Linked DNA regions of Oryctolagus cuniculus: region 2 is linked to region 1. Evidence: chromatin contacts called from public Hi-C data. All regions are on one chromosome and are shown on one strand. Each heading gives the region's core, a stretch centred on a gene start, on an enhancer-like site or on the middle of the called end of the contact. The rest is flanking DNA. Distances are from core to core; before and after follow the strand shown. Region 1 holds the start of LOC100346459 (histone H4). Region 2 holds the start of ABT1 (activator of basal transcription 1).

Evidence for each region. A called contact is a pair of places that touch in the nucleus more often than the background predicts.
Region 2: a contact with region 1 is called in a Hi-C map of an unstated tissue, with 3 times the contacts expected there. The contact joins the promoter of ABT1 here to the promoter of LOC100346459 in region 1. A contact is called at or near these places in 3 of 6 Hi-C or Micro-C datasets (ear pinna, psoas muscle and an unstated tissue).

Annotation. Positions count from the first base shown.
Region 1 is chr5:153,482,421-153,488,772 of mOryCun1.1, forward strand. It overlaps LOC100346459 (histone H4), which reads left to right and starts at 1,650. Exons shown (of 1, transcript XM_017344948.3): 1 at 1,650-2,056. The coding sequence starts at 1,690. The coding sequence ends at 2,001. TRNAM-CAU (transfer RNA methionine (anticodon CAU)) reads right to left here and starts at 899; the gene lies at 828-899.
Region 2 is chr5:153,679,316-153,685,911 of mOryCun1.1, forward strand. ABT1 (activator of basal transcription 1) reads left to right here and starts at 2,512. Exons shown (of 3, transcript XM_002714190.5): 1 at 2,512-3,026; 2 at 3,785-3,987; 3 at 4,073-4,885. The coding sequence starts at 2,786. The coding sequence ends at 4,453. TRNAY-GUA (transfer RNA tyrosine (anticodon GUA)) reads left to right here and starts at 1,072; the gene lies at 1,072-1,160.

The DNA.
Region 1 (6,352 bases), core at 400-2,899:
AGATGGTTGCCATGGTGACGACATCTACCCCTACACTGAAAACTGAAATACTCACATGTTCACATAGTTACTGGGCAATATTATTATCCTATATACCTGAAGTGGTAGCTCACAATGAACCAGGCTGTCAGCACATTTAGTCAACAATAACAACAACAAAATCATGATATGCACTTATGGCTGGCTCTGTGACTGTCTCCCCTTGTTAACAACTCAGATTCCAACATTCAAGCGGACTTTGCTAGACAAAGAGTGAACAACTGGAGGTAAAGAGCACGTGTGGAGACAGGAGAAGAAAGTCTCCTGTAGCCTTCACCTGAGCACATCCCTTTCCTGTTTTTCCTGAGTTCTGTCTTTTCCTGGAATTGATGTACAACTGCGACTACATGTTGAGGCATAGACCTACTGCACTGAGCATATAATCCTTTTAATAAAATACTGCCTTATACCGTACACATTTACTTGTTTAAAAGCATACATAAAAAATAAAAGAGCAGGTGTAGACTGTAGGTTACCTCGCATCTTTTTCTTAGCTCCTTGCACAGTAACTGATACAGAATATCTGAATAGGAATCCTGAGAGAAATATAAAACAATCAACATATCAGCTATAACAAATAAAGATAGACAAGAACTCTAGTAGAGATTTGACTAGAGGATAAGGAGTAGACACAAGTTACCCACAGTGGCCGCACAAGAGGCTTCCGGGTAAAATCCTGATCATGAAACTCTTGCCCCAAAGACGACTTGTATTTGCGAAGAATATACGAACGCTTTATTGTAAATTAAACTACGGAATTTTAGGTAGGAAAGTGAGAAAAGAAAACTTAGCAGAGGATGGTTTCGATCCATCGACCTCTGGGTTATGGGCCCAGCACGCTTCCGCTGCGCCACTCTGCTTCCCGAAGGTAGTGCCTTCCCAATAGAACTCTTATCATCGTTTGAGTGAGAAAACCGTATTTAGTACCCTACGCACCATATGGCTGATATTCCATTTCCGGAACCAAAAGCAGAGGCGGGCGAGACACTGGGGTGAGAAACAAACACCACCACACCGTCAAGTTATTGGGAGCAGATGTGAGGGCGGCTAAATAGAGAAGCGCAGCTCCTACCAAACAGGGCAGGGACGGAACGGCCGGGAGCGGGGCCCGGCGCCGGCGCCGCGGGAGAAACCGCGCCACGCAGCCACCACACACGTCGATTCGCCGTCTGGGCAGCGTTCCGGGTGGTCGGAGGCGAGAGGGAGAGGACCTGGCGCTCTCCCGCCCTCCGCCCTCCGCCCTCTCAGCCGACCCGGGCCCTGCGAGCCGGGTGTCCGAGCGCAGGGCGGGACGAGGCCGGGCCGCTGCTGCAGGCCGTGGGCGCCCGCGCTCCCGCGCCACTACCCAAAGCGTCCCAAACATCAGTAAAAACTGAGTTTCTGTTCCTGACGTAGTTGCTGAAGCGGCCTAAAGACGTCCTGAGAAGGCAGGACTGGCGGGAAGCACAGTTCCCCGAGAGCGCGCCAAAATGGCGGGCGAAGGTTCTTGGTGACGTCATCCCCGCCGGGCGCGAGGGGCGGGGCTAGCAGGCGCAAGGGGCGTTCCCGCGCAGGCTTGGCGTCTTCAATTAGGTCCGCACTCCGGGCATATAAGGGGAGCACCTCTGCCGGTAGTCGCTATTTCTGAGTTGGTTCTGGTAGCTGATAGCGATGTCTGGCCGTGGCAAGGGCGGGAAGGGCCTGGGCAAGGGCGGCGCCAAGCGCCACCGCAAGGTGCTGCGCGACAACATCCAGGGCATTACCAAACCCGCCATCCGCCGCCTGGCTCGGCGCGGCGGCGTCAAGCGCATCTCGGGGCTCATCTACGAGGAGACTCGCGGCGTGCTCAAGGTCTTCCTCGAGAACGTCATCCGCGACGCCGTCACCTACACGGAGCACGCCAAGCGCAAGACGGTCACGGCCATGGACGTGGTCTACGCGCTCAAGCGCCAGGGACGCACGCTCTACGGCTTCGGCGGCTGAGCTGCTCCCGCGGCCCCAGACCCCCACCCAAAGGCCCTTTTCAGGGCCACCCAAATTTTCCTGTAAAAGAGCTAGCATCTAACAGCGTTCCTAAGTGTAGATAGCAGTGATGTTTCCACTTGGTTGTGAATGCGGTCTATTGCAGTGCATTATCCAGTGCACTGCCTGACTGGGGCAGAAGTACCAGTGCATGAGGCGGCCGGTGTAACCGCCCTTGCCTTTCCAGCTTCCTGGCTGCAGCCAAGATGGCGGGACCAGGTACATAGAACCAGAATACAGGGAGAAGCTGGCCGGGGTCTGCTCTGACTTCCCTGAGAAGAAAAAAGGGAGAATTGTGTGCTGCGCAATCCATTGGTGATAGCCTTTTCAAGACTTAGGTGTAAGGTGTGTAACGAAGACTACATTTCTCTTTATTTAGCTCATGTCTTCAAAGCTGGTTTGTGCGTAAACCCATTGAAAGTAGCACGAATAAATTTAATGATAGGACTAGGGGAGGTGGTTATTGCGATTCAGTGCAGTTTTAAAAGCTCAGTATGCTCGAAGAATAAAAACAAAAAACCAAGCAGAACAGGGCACTAAAAGGCTGTTTCCACCAGCAGCGCCCTCATGCGTATCCTAGGGCGCGGGATGCAGTGTTTCCATTTGCTCTGCTAGCCCTAGCAGAAAAATCAGTTCCAGGCAAATAATCTCACCACAACCATGATGCCTTGAGGTTGACAACGCAGGAGGGGAGTGCGGTGCCTTGAATCTTGTGACAGATTTCAAAGTCGGGTAGGTCTGTTCCTTAGTTCAGTTGCTCCTGTCAGAGAAGGTGGACTTTAAGAATTCAAATCAGATTCTGTTGAACTTTGTTTTCTTGTTGCTATGGTGATGTCTGAATGATCTGAAAATTAAATCACCATCCTACATATTTTTGAGCTCCAGAATCTGAGGCCTTGCTAACTTAATTAACATCTCTGACAGGCCTCAAACGGAATTTCTACCACCACCTCTGTAAAAACAGCTCCTCTTCTTGAAGTTCCTGAATGGCAATTCTACCCGTCCTAGTGGGGTCATTTTTATCTTTTGTCCCCCCTTTCAGTCTCTACACCTACCTATCCGTATGTCCCAGCAGCTGTAGTGTGAAAACAGAGAATCCAACCATTTCCATTCCCACTGCTGCTGTCCTGGTCAGCCCCCTCCTCACTTGGTTCTTGCTCTTAATCCATCTAAACAAGTGAATGGATTAATGAATGAGTGAAATGAATATAAATCTTGATAAATTTAAAATTGATAAAATGAAATACTTCAGTATGCATGGAAAGTATTTCCCTCCCCCGGCAAAAAGAAAGCATTTGAAGAAGGCTCCCATACACAGCCAGCCTTGTGTATCAGCAACAATTTTTGCAAAGAGCTTTATTTGTCTTTTCTGGACATCTACAGATTTTTAGGGTGTGATATGTGACTTCTCTTTTTAAAAAATTTAGTTGTATGTATTTGAAAGGTAGAGTTACAGAGAGGGAGATCTTTATCTGCTGGTTCACTCTGGAAATGGCTGCCATAGTGGGACTGTGCCAGGCCGAAGCCAGAAACCCTGAGATTTTGCCAAGTCTCCAACGAGGGTACAAGAGCCCAAACACTTGAAACATCTTCCTTTGCTTTCCCAGGCCCATTAGCAGGGAACTGGATCGAAGTGGGACAGCCGGGTCTCTGCCACAATTCCAGCCCTGACTTTCCTTATTTTCAAATTTTCAAGAAACATTTAATAGCATACAGACACTGATTTTTTTGGTGGGAGGTGAAATGACTTTTTCACTAATATATTGACATTGTTATTCCTTATTAGCCATTAAATTTATAGTTTTAAGTGCATGTGAAAGAACATCCTAAATCATGTGTCAATCATAAAGGATGATGTGAGAACCATGCTGGAGTCCAATAGCCAATCAGCTAGAAAAAATATTACCAATAACTGCTTTGACCCAATCTCAATCTCCTGTTGTCCCACCAGAGGCAACCATGGCCCCTTTGGTCTTTTTATCTTTGTTGCCTTAAGAATTCCTAACATTTTTCTGCCCTATGCTGTCACATTGCACTGTTTTGCTTAATTGTCCCATTTGATCCTCTTTGAGGTCCCTAGCAATATTATATAAAGAAAAACATGTGCTTAGACTCATGATTCACCAGATGGTTCACAAACAATTCTGTTTTTCAAACTCATTTTTCAGCCTCCTAATCAAGGAATTATATTTTAAGATTGTGCTACTCATTTTCACATATCAAAAAAATTAGCCTACATAGAGCATACTTAAGTTAAAAAAAAAGTTGTTAAATAAATCACTCATTTTTCTTAACATAGGACAAGTAGATTTGAACAGCGCTCTCTATATTTCTTAAAAACATCATTGTGAAATTTGGAGATAATTCTATTTAGGGGAGTTGATCCTTTCACCCAAATGAACATAACAATGCTAATGGTATATTATTGCTTATAGTTAAATTTCATTATAAATAGAGACTGTTTTTATCCAATTCCTATTCTTGTATTTCTACATTTCAACTTTTAGCTAAAATAAATACAAGTATTGAAAGGATTAAAGTGAGAAGGCAGAATCAACAGAACTTTGTGTGATTATTAACATTTGGCAGCGATCCTTCTGGGATTTTGGTCTTGTCTTTTCTTGTGACTCTGTGTGTATAGAATATAGTACAAGAGTCCTATAAACACTATAAGGGAGATTACACTATCTGGCCATTTGTTTTCCCAGCATACTGTTTCACAAATATTTTATTTTGGGTACATTTTTTTTAAAGATTTATTTATTTATTTGAAAGACAGAGTTACAGAGAGAGGTAGCGAGAGAGAGAGAGAGAGAGAGAGAGAGAGAGAGAGAGGTCTTCCATCCACTGGTTCACTCCCCAAATGACCGCAACATCCAGGACTGAGCTGATCTGAAGCCAGGAGCCAGGAGCTTCTTCCTGGTCTCTCACGTGGGTGCAGGGACCCAAGGACTTGGGCCATCCTCTACTGCTTTCCCAGGCCATAGCAGAGAACTGGATCAGAAGTGGAGCTGCTGGGACTCGAACCAGTGTCCATATGGGATGCCAGCACTGCAGAAGGTGGCTTTACTTGCTAGGCCACAGCCCCAGCCCCTGGTATATTATTGCTTATAGTTAAATTTCATTATAAATAGAGACTGTTTTTATTCAATTCCTATTCTTGTATTTCTACATTTCAACTTTTAGCTGAAATAAATACAAGTATTGAAAGGATTAAAGTGAGAAGGCAGAATCAACAGAACTTTGTGTGATTATTATTATATGCAGAAAGGGAAAGCTAAGGGAAGTAGATTTCATATGGGGATGAGTGAGGGGCACTGAGAGGAAGATCCTGAGAGCAATCTTGGTCCTGCTGAGAAGCCTGTGGGATACGTAGTCACTGCAGGAATTTAAGGTTTCATCTGCAGACTTCCTGTTAGGGAGTGAATTGGGCCCCTGCCTCCAATTTCTGTGGTAGGTGGGGTCCTACCTACCAGCTGAGCCTGTGACTGCACCGAGAGATGTGGTCTTCCAGATGTGAAATGAGGTGACTGGGGTGAGTCCTAATGCAATCTGAAGAGTGTTCTTAAAAGAGGAGAGAATTAGGACACAGACACACACAGAGTCAGGAAGATCCAGAAAGTCAGCCATCCAGAAGCCAAGGAGAGAAACCCCAGAGGAAAGGAATCCCACGCACAGGGTTGGCCTGAGACTTCTAGCCTCTGGCATGGATAGAAAATAAATGTGTTGAAGCCATGCTGTGGTGTTTCGTTGTGGCAGCCTTAGCAAATGAGCTAAGTTTTATGTCCACCCCTTTATCTCAGAGACAGACACCCACACCTCATACATACCTGGAGCAGGAAACATCTTTTTTACCCATCTTGGATTTATTGGTTAGGGCCTTTTTAACCAAAGGCAAGCAAGAGAATATCATATATATTTATTTCAATTTTACCTGACCGGGGAGCCTTAATAAGGAGATAAAAAACTGAAAAATGATTAAGCCTGACTGATTGCTGGCTTAAGAAAATTGTGGAGAAATGGAACAAAGCAAAATGAATGTGAGGTTAATGTGATAACCCGGGGCAAATTTAGCAAGCCTTGCTGTGCTGACCTCACAGGTGTTTCCTGAAGCTCTAATGAGCCCCTTCAAGGGCTCGGGTTGGGGGAGGTCAGGCAGCCCCTCCTGCAAGAGTCCCATAGAGCAAGTGACCACGCTGAGGGGATACTGCCCAGGGACAAAGGAGGTTGCGGCTACTAGGGGTACTTTTCACAAAGTATTTACAGAAGCCGCAAGTATGAAGGCAATTCAAAATGTTCGTGGGAAGATGGA
Region 2 (6,596 bases), core at 1,262-3,761, 200 kb after region 1:
GTTTGCTTTAATGTTATTTTCTAATTTCAGTGAAATTGGCCAAGATGATCAAAATTGAAATGGAGAAGGCGAAACACTTTTTTAGAGAAAGTGATTCTGTCCCTACGCTGTGCAGGGCGACCCCAGCAGGCCCTTTCCAAGTCGGCGGAGACTGCCTTTAGTCCTTTTGCTTTTTCTTTGCAATCAGAGCTGACAAAAACTACGGTGAGAACGAAGGCCCTCATCTTCCTGCCGCTCGCTCCCACTCTCATATCTCAGACAAGAAAGTTCAAAACTCAGAGCACTATCCATCTCAAAACTGGCTCAAGGTCACACGTGTTTTCTCCTTACTCATCGCTGAGCAGAATTTTGTGTGGCTTCTCTTTTTTTCCCGGCTATTTTCCATGGATGGAGGTTGAGGAAAAGAAAATCAGCCCAATCCCATAACTCATATCCATGCGTTGTGTTTGGGCCATCGGTTTGTCTGAGGCTTTACCGAGTTAGGAGTTCTGGTTTCCAGGAATACTGGATTAGGTATTAAGTCTTTCTATCTCTAAGTTTCTAAAGAAGTAAATAAAGCCTAACAATATGTTAAGATTCACAGGGAAATTTTACTAGTTGTTAAGCTGCACCATTTCCTAATTGACTTATAGCAAAGGTATGAAAATACAGACAGTGCTCTACAACCCCGGAATCCTCTTCAACCCAGCTGTCTGTACCTAGAACAACTACAGAATTTACGGGACAACCAGGCAGTTTTGAGAGGAAGGAGGAGGTGGACCGCACAGGACATCAGCCACAGCGCAGAGCCTGTCCCTAGCTATGCGGTATCTAGAGGGGGACAAGGGATCGCGGAGGGCTTTCATTTATGGAATATACACAAATCACCTAATGTCTCATGTATACAACCCAATGGATTTTTCATATTTATAACGCTAGGAAACACGGTACTCAGATAAATGTATAGAAATTCCAGTGTGGGGGAACACTGCCTTACAGTTGGCCCTATTTTCCGAAGCGCGCGTGAATACAAAACTAAAAACCATCAGGCCATCCATTATCTCAGGTGTTGTAAGCGCCACCCTCACGTGTCCTTCGATAGCTCAGTTGGTAGAGCGGAGGACTGTAGTGGCGTGAAATCAGCCATCCTTAGGTCGCTGGTTCGAATCCGGCTCGAAGGACAACAGTTTTGAACCACAAAGACAGAGCAGCAGTAACGAGGATGCTTGGATGCTTATCGCTCAAACTCGCAGACCTTTATTATTTACGTGTATAAAATATGCCCCACAGAAACACGGCACGCCTCTCCCGCTCCCCGAGTATACCCGGAGCCCCCGGCCCACCGGGTTCAGCTGCGAAGACGCGTGTGCTACGCGAAGCGCAAAGGGAGTTCGCTCCCAATTTTCACCAGAGGTTTAGGGCTGGCCTTTGGGGCTCTGTGCTATCCTGGTGAGTACTGAAGAGACTTTAAGCAGCGCTGCGCCTCTCATCACCTAGCGCCTGCGTGCATTCGGAGTTTTTTTTTAAAGGCACCGTCTGCTCCCGGCACGCGCCCGCCCCGCCCGGGATCTTTCTGCACAGCCAGGAAGCGATCTGGCGCCCAGCGCTGTTCTCAGGGCAGTGTTAAAGGATGAGGAGGGAACCGCATCCACGCACTGCCACCAACACCCCCGCACACACACACACAGGACGGGGGAAGAGCTGCCTCCCTTAAAATGAACGCACGTGCAGGCGGCGAAGCGAGAAATGCACAGGATCTCTGGAAGGGAGCTGGGGCCTTTTAAGTGGGGACGTGTTTGCCCCCGCTCTGTCCCTCTGGGCTCAAGTCGGGATGCAAAACTAGTGTTGGGGCCCCCATCAAGGGCGTCGCGCATTGACGAAAAACTGAAAGGCGCCTTTGGGCGTCACTCTGCTCCCACCGAGCACGCGTCGTCAGGGCGCGTCCTGGGGGCGCCCCGGGGGCCCTGCCCGGGTCTGGGTGTCGGGAAGCGCGGTCGCGCCGGGGCCGCCGGGTAGGACCTGGGACAGGAGGGCTGAACCGCACCGGGCTGGCCTGGGTGACCTGACGAATACGTGTGACAGAAACGCACACATGGACTATCACACACACATAAGGAACAAGCCAAGTTCTTCAAATAATTCGCACGCACACTTACTTCAGACATTCACAAAATCAAATTTAAAGTCGTTAAACTGTCTAAAATTTCGAAAGTAAATCTAAACATCTGCAACGTTAAACCACATTTTCAAACATTCAAAACATTCAATACTGTCATGTGAGACTTCAAAACTCTTAGTTTTACATTGAAAATCGAAGTTTACAAAGATGAGTTATCCGTCACCGACACCATATCCGGGTTCTTTGTATAAAATGTTATTTCGATCGTTAGGGCACAAAGAAACTCGGCAAATACTGCCCCGCGAACTTCCCGGAGCCCTGCCTCACTCGCCCGCGCCTCTTCAGGGCGTTCAACCGGGCGTGTTACGTCGTTCTCGTAACGTTATTTCCGGTTCCGGTTCCGTCACCCCACCTCTGGAGAGGCGTCACTTCCGCTCTCCCGATTTTTCATCCTTCCCCCAGCTCAACTCTCACTTCTGACCTGACACCCTCAAATCCGCCCTCTTGGGCCAGCTTCCGTCCCTCAGTCTTTTCATTGTTGTCATCTCCTCGCCCTGCCCTTCGCGGCAAGCTGTCGCTCATTGCGTAGTCACCGCCCCAGTCCCGCCCCTCGTAGCACGTCGTCGCACGACGAGTGCGTAATCGCCACGGCGCTTTACGGCTGTCGTGCTCCCTGTCTCTGTCAGCATGGAGGTGGAGGAGTCGGAGAAGGCAGCCACGGAACCAGATCCGCCAGAAGGGACGGAGCAGGAACTAGAGGAGGAAGAGGACCAGGAGGAATCCACAGAAACGGGCCGCAGCAAGAAGAAGCGGGTGGTGCCGGGAATTGTATACTTGGGCCACGTCCCGCCGCGCTTCCGTCCCTTGCACGTGCGCAACCTCTTGAGCGCCTACGGAGAGGTCGGACGCGTGTTCTTTCAGGCGGAAGGTAGGAGCGCGGGCGCGCTCTGTGAACTCTCGAGGCGCTGGCCTGGTGCATCGTAGGAATGGGATCTCTGAGCGGGCGGGGCGGGGGGCGGGCCTACTGGCCCCTTAGTTCTGGGCTTGCGGCCTTTGGGTTCCGATCTCGTGTGCGCCTACTTCTGTGCCTACTGATGCGCTGAGCGATAGTGCAGTTGGAATAAAAACATCAGGAACTTTCCTATTTTAGCCACTTGAAAGAGTTAAAGAGAGACAGAGAGAGGCCTTCCATCTACTGGTTCACTCCCCAAATGGCTGCAGTGGCCGGAGCTGAGCTGATCTGAAGCCAGGCGCTTCCTCCGGGTCTCCCACATGGGTGTAGGGGCCCAAGGACTTGGGCCATCCTCCACTGCCCTCCGAGGCACACGATCCAGGGAGCTGGTTCCCTGAATCCAGGGAGCTGGATCGGAAGTGGAGCAGCCGGGACTCGAACCTGCACCCATATGGGATGTCTGCACTGCAGGCCAGGGGTTCAATCCACTGCGCCACAGTGCCGGCCCCTGTACAAGTTTTTGGTAGCGTGCAGGGCAGACCTAAGGAGTGACATTTGAGGAAGTGTTGATCTAGATAAAGGAAAGGGTGTGTGAGGCAGAGTGTATCTCACAGTTCATTCTTTCCAGAGACTGTGAGGGGGTACCCCGTAGGCGAGCTAAGAGAATGGCGCGGCCAGTGGGAGGCGCGTCTGGGGTGCCGAGTCCCGAGCTCAGCTCTGTCTTTGGTACGCAGATCGGTTCGTGAGACGCAAGAAAAAAGCAGCAGCAGCGGCCACAGGAGGAAAAAAGCGGTCGAAGTACAGCAAAGACTACACCGAAGGCTGGGTAGAGTTTCGGGACAAGCGCATAGCCAAGCGCGTGGCGGCCAGTCTGCACAACACGCCCATGGGTGCCCGCAAGCGCAGCCCGTTCCGTTATGACCTGTGGAATCTCAAGGTGAGGATTGGCCCACGTGCCAAGCTGTCCGCCTGTCTGTCTCCCAGTTCTTCTCCTTGATCTCTCCTTTTCTTCCTGCCCACAGTACCTGCACCGGTTCACCTGGTCCCACCTCAGTGAACACCTTGCCTTTGAGCGCCAAGTACGGAGGCAGCGCCTGAGAGCAGAGGTTGCCCAAGCCAAGCGGGAGACTGACTTCTATCTTCGAAGTGTGGAGCGAGGACAGCGCTTCCTTGCTGCTGATGGGGACCCTACCCGACCAGATGGCTCCTGGGCATTTGCCCAGCGGCCCACTGAGCAGGAGCTGAGGGCCCGGAAGGCAGCGCGGCCAGGAGGGCGTGAGCGGGCTCGCTTGGCTGCAGTCCAGGACCAGGCGCGCTCCAACCGAGGGCTCCTTGCCAAGATCTTCGGAGCTGCGCCCCCCTCGGAGAACACAGAGGGACCTTCTCGGGTCAGGGACTCCTGAGGGAATGGGAGACCCCTTCCGGCCCCCGGCTCTGCCTTTCTCGTTCTACCTCACACTAGGGAGACTGACCACACAGGCAAACATTTTATTGTGTTTCCCTGGTGAGGACCCAGAAACGCAAGTGTTTCAGGCTTCCTTTCTCCTTCCTCCCGACTCCTGTACGTGTTTGGCTGAAATGCCTAATTCCTGTGGTGTGGATATGACTACTGTAGGAGTTGGTTTTCCTCTGCTTGACTTTTGGCTGGCTGTCTCGCTGGGTTTCCCTAAAACTCCCACTTGCCGGTCCCAGAAAGGCCCTTTATTGCTAATCAGAGGAACGGCTTGTTAGGGAGTCAGGTTGTGTTTACCATCCATAGGTGAGGGGGCAGCAGCATCTTTGTTTCTTAATTGAAAGCAAGTAGAGCAGCTAATAAAGTGGGACTGGGATGGAAACCATCTTTGAAATTTTTTTACAGAAAAGGAAGAATATGACTGTTTCTACATACTTTTAGATTCGGGGGATGGAGCCCATTGAACAAGTTAGAAGTTTTTCTTGTATTCCATCTGTTCATTTTGCTTCATCTCCTGTTCTCAGCCTCCATTCTACCTGAACCCCACCTCCTCCCCGCCTTTCTCTGAGTGTCTGGTAGGCAGAATTTGTCATGGCAGAGTATGTCATGTCTCCCAAACTGAGCAGGAATCCTGAGACTGAAAAATTGAATTGGGAAGCGCCATATAGGAATACAAGAGTTTATTAAGGGAACTTACACACTGCATTCCAGACCAGGATGGCAGGTGGTCTGGGCAGAGCTGTAGCAAGGTTTATTCCACACACAACCCTTCAAGGCAAGCCTAGGGGCTGGAGTTGTGACATAGCAGGTTAAGCTGCCTTTTGCAACACCAGCATCCTACATCAGAGTGTCAGTTTGAGTCCCAGCTGCTTCTGATCCATCTCCCTGTTAATGTGCCTGAGAAAGCAACAGCAGCAGGTGGCCCACATGCTTGGGTTCTTACTCTCCACGTACGAGAGTAGGATAGAGTTTCTGGCTTTGGCCAGAAATAATCTTCAAAAGCAAGGCTTTATACATTGGCAAGTTAATGGAAAGCTGGGGTAGGAACTTTGTATTTTAACTCTCCTGTACTATTCTCTAGATACAGCCTTCTGGGCTGTCCACCTCTTTAGAAAGGTTTGTGATAGCACTTAAACTCTGACTGGAGAATGACACCACCAGTTAGCCTGGCAGGAGGTCCGTGTCCTGTAAGGATGAATAGTGTGGTAGCACTATGGTTTGCTGTCTCACACATTGATTTTTTTTCTTTTCTTTTTAATTTATTTATTTGAAAGGCAGAAATACACAGAGGGAAGGAAGGAGAAAGATCTGTTTACTGGACTCCCTTAATGGTCGCAACACATTCTGGGTCTCCCATGTGAGCACAAGAACCCAGGCACTTGGGCCATCCTCTGGTGCCCTCCCAGGTACATCAGCCGGGAGCTGGTTCAGAAGCAGAGCAGGCGGGACTGGAGCTGGCTCCCGTATCAGGTGCTGGTGCTGCAGGCAGAGACCCCACACACTGATTTCTTAGCCCACATTGTCAGTATCTAATTCGGTATTTACTAAGGCACACTTGAGGAAACAGTGGTGATGGGTGATAACATGGCCACTGGTGGTAGGAATGGGGCTGTGGAAGGGCGTGGAGTGCTCCTACTGCAGACCTGATTTGTGATTACAGTCTTTTTTTTTTTTTCTTTTTTTTTTTTTTTTTTGACAGAGTGGACAGAGAGAGAAAGGTCTTCCTTTTGCCATTGGCTCACCCTCCAATGGCCATCGTGGCCGGTGCACTGCGGCCGGCGCACCACGCTGATCCAAAGCCAGGAGCCAGGTGCTTATCCTGGTCTCCCATGCAGGTGCAGGGCCCAAGCACTTGGACCATCCTCCACTGCCTTCCCAGGCCACAGCAGAGAGCTGGCCTGGAAGAGGGGCAACCAAGGCAGAATCTGGAGCCCCAACCAGGACTAGAACCCGGTGTGCCGGCGCCGCAGGTGGAAGATTAGCCTATTGAGCCACAGCACCGGCCTGTGATTACAGTCTTAAGACTCAGTCTGCACTGTGTTTTCCAGATCATTCCTGCCAAGTGAACTAGGAAGATGATAGAGCAGTAGTCT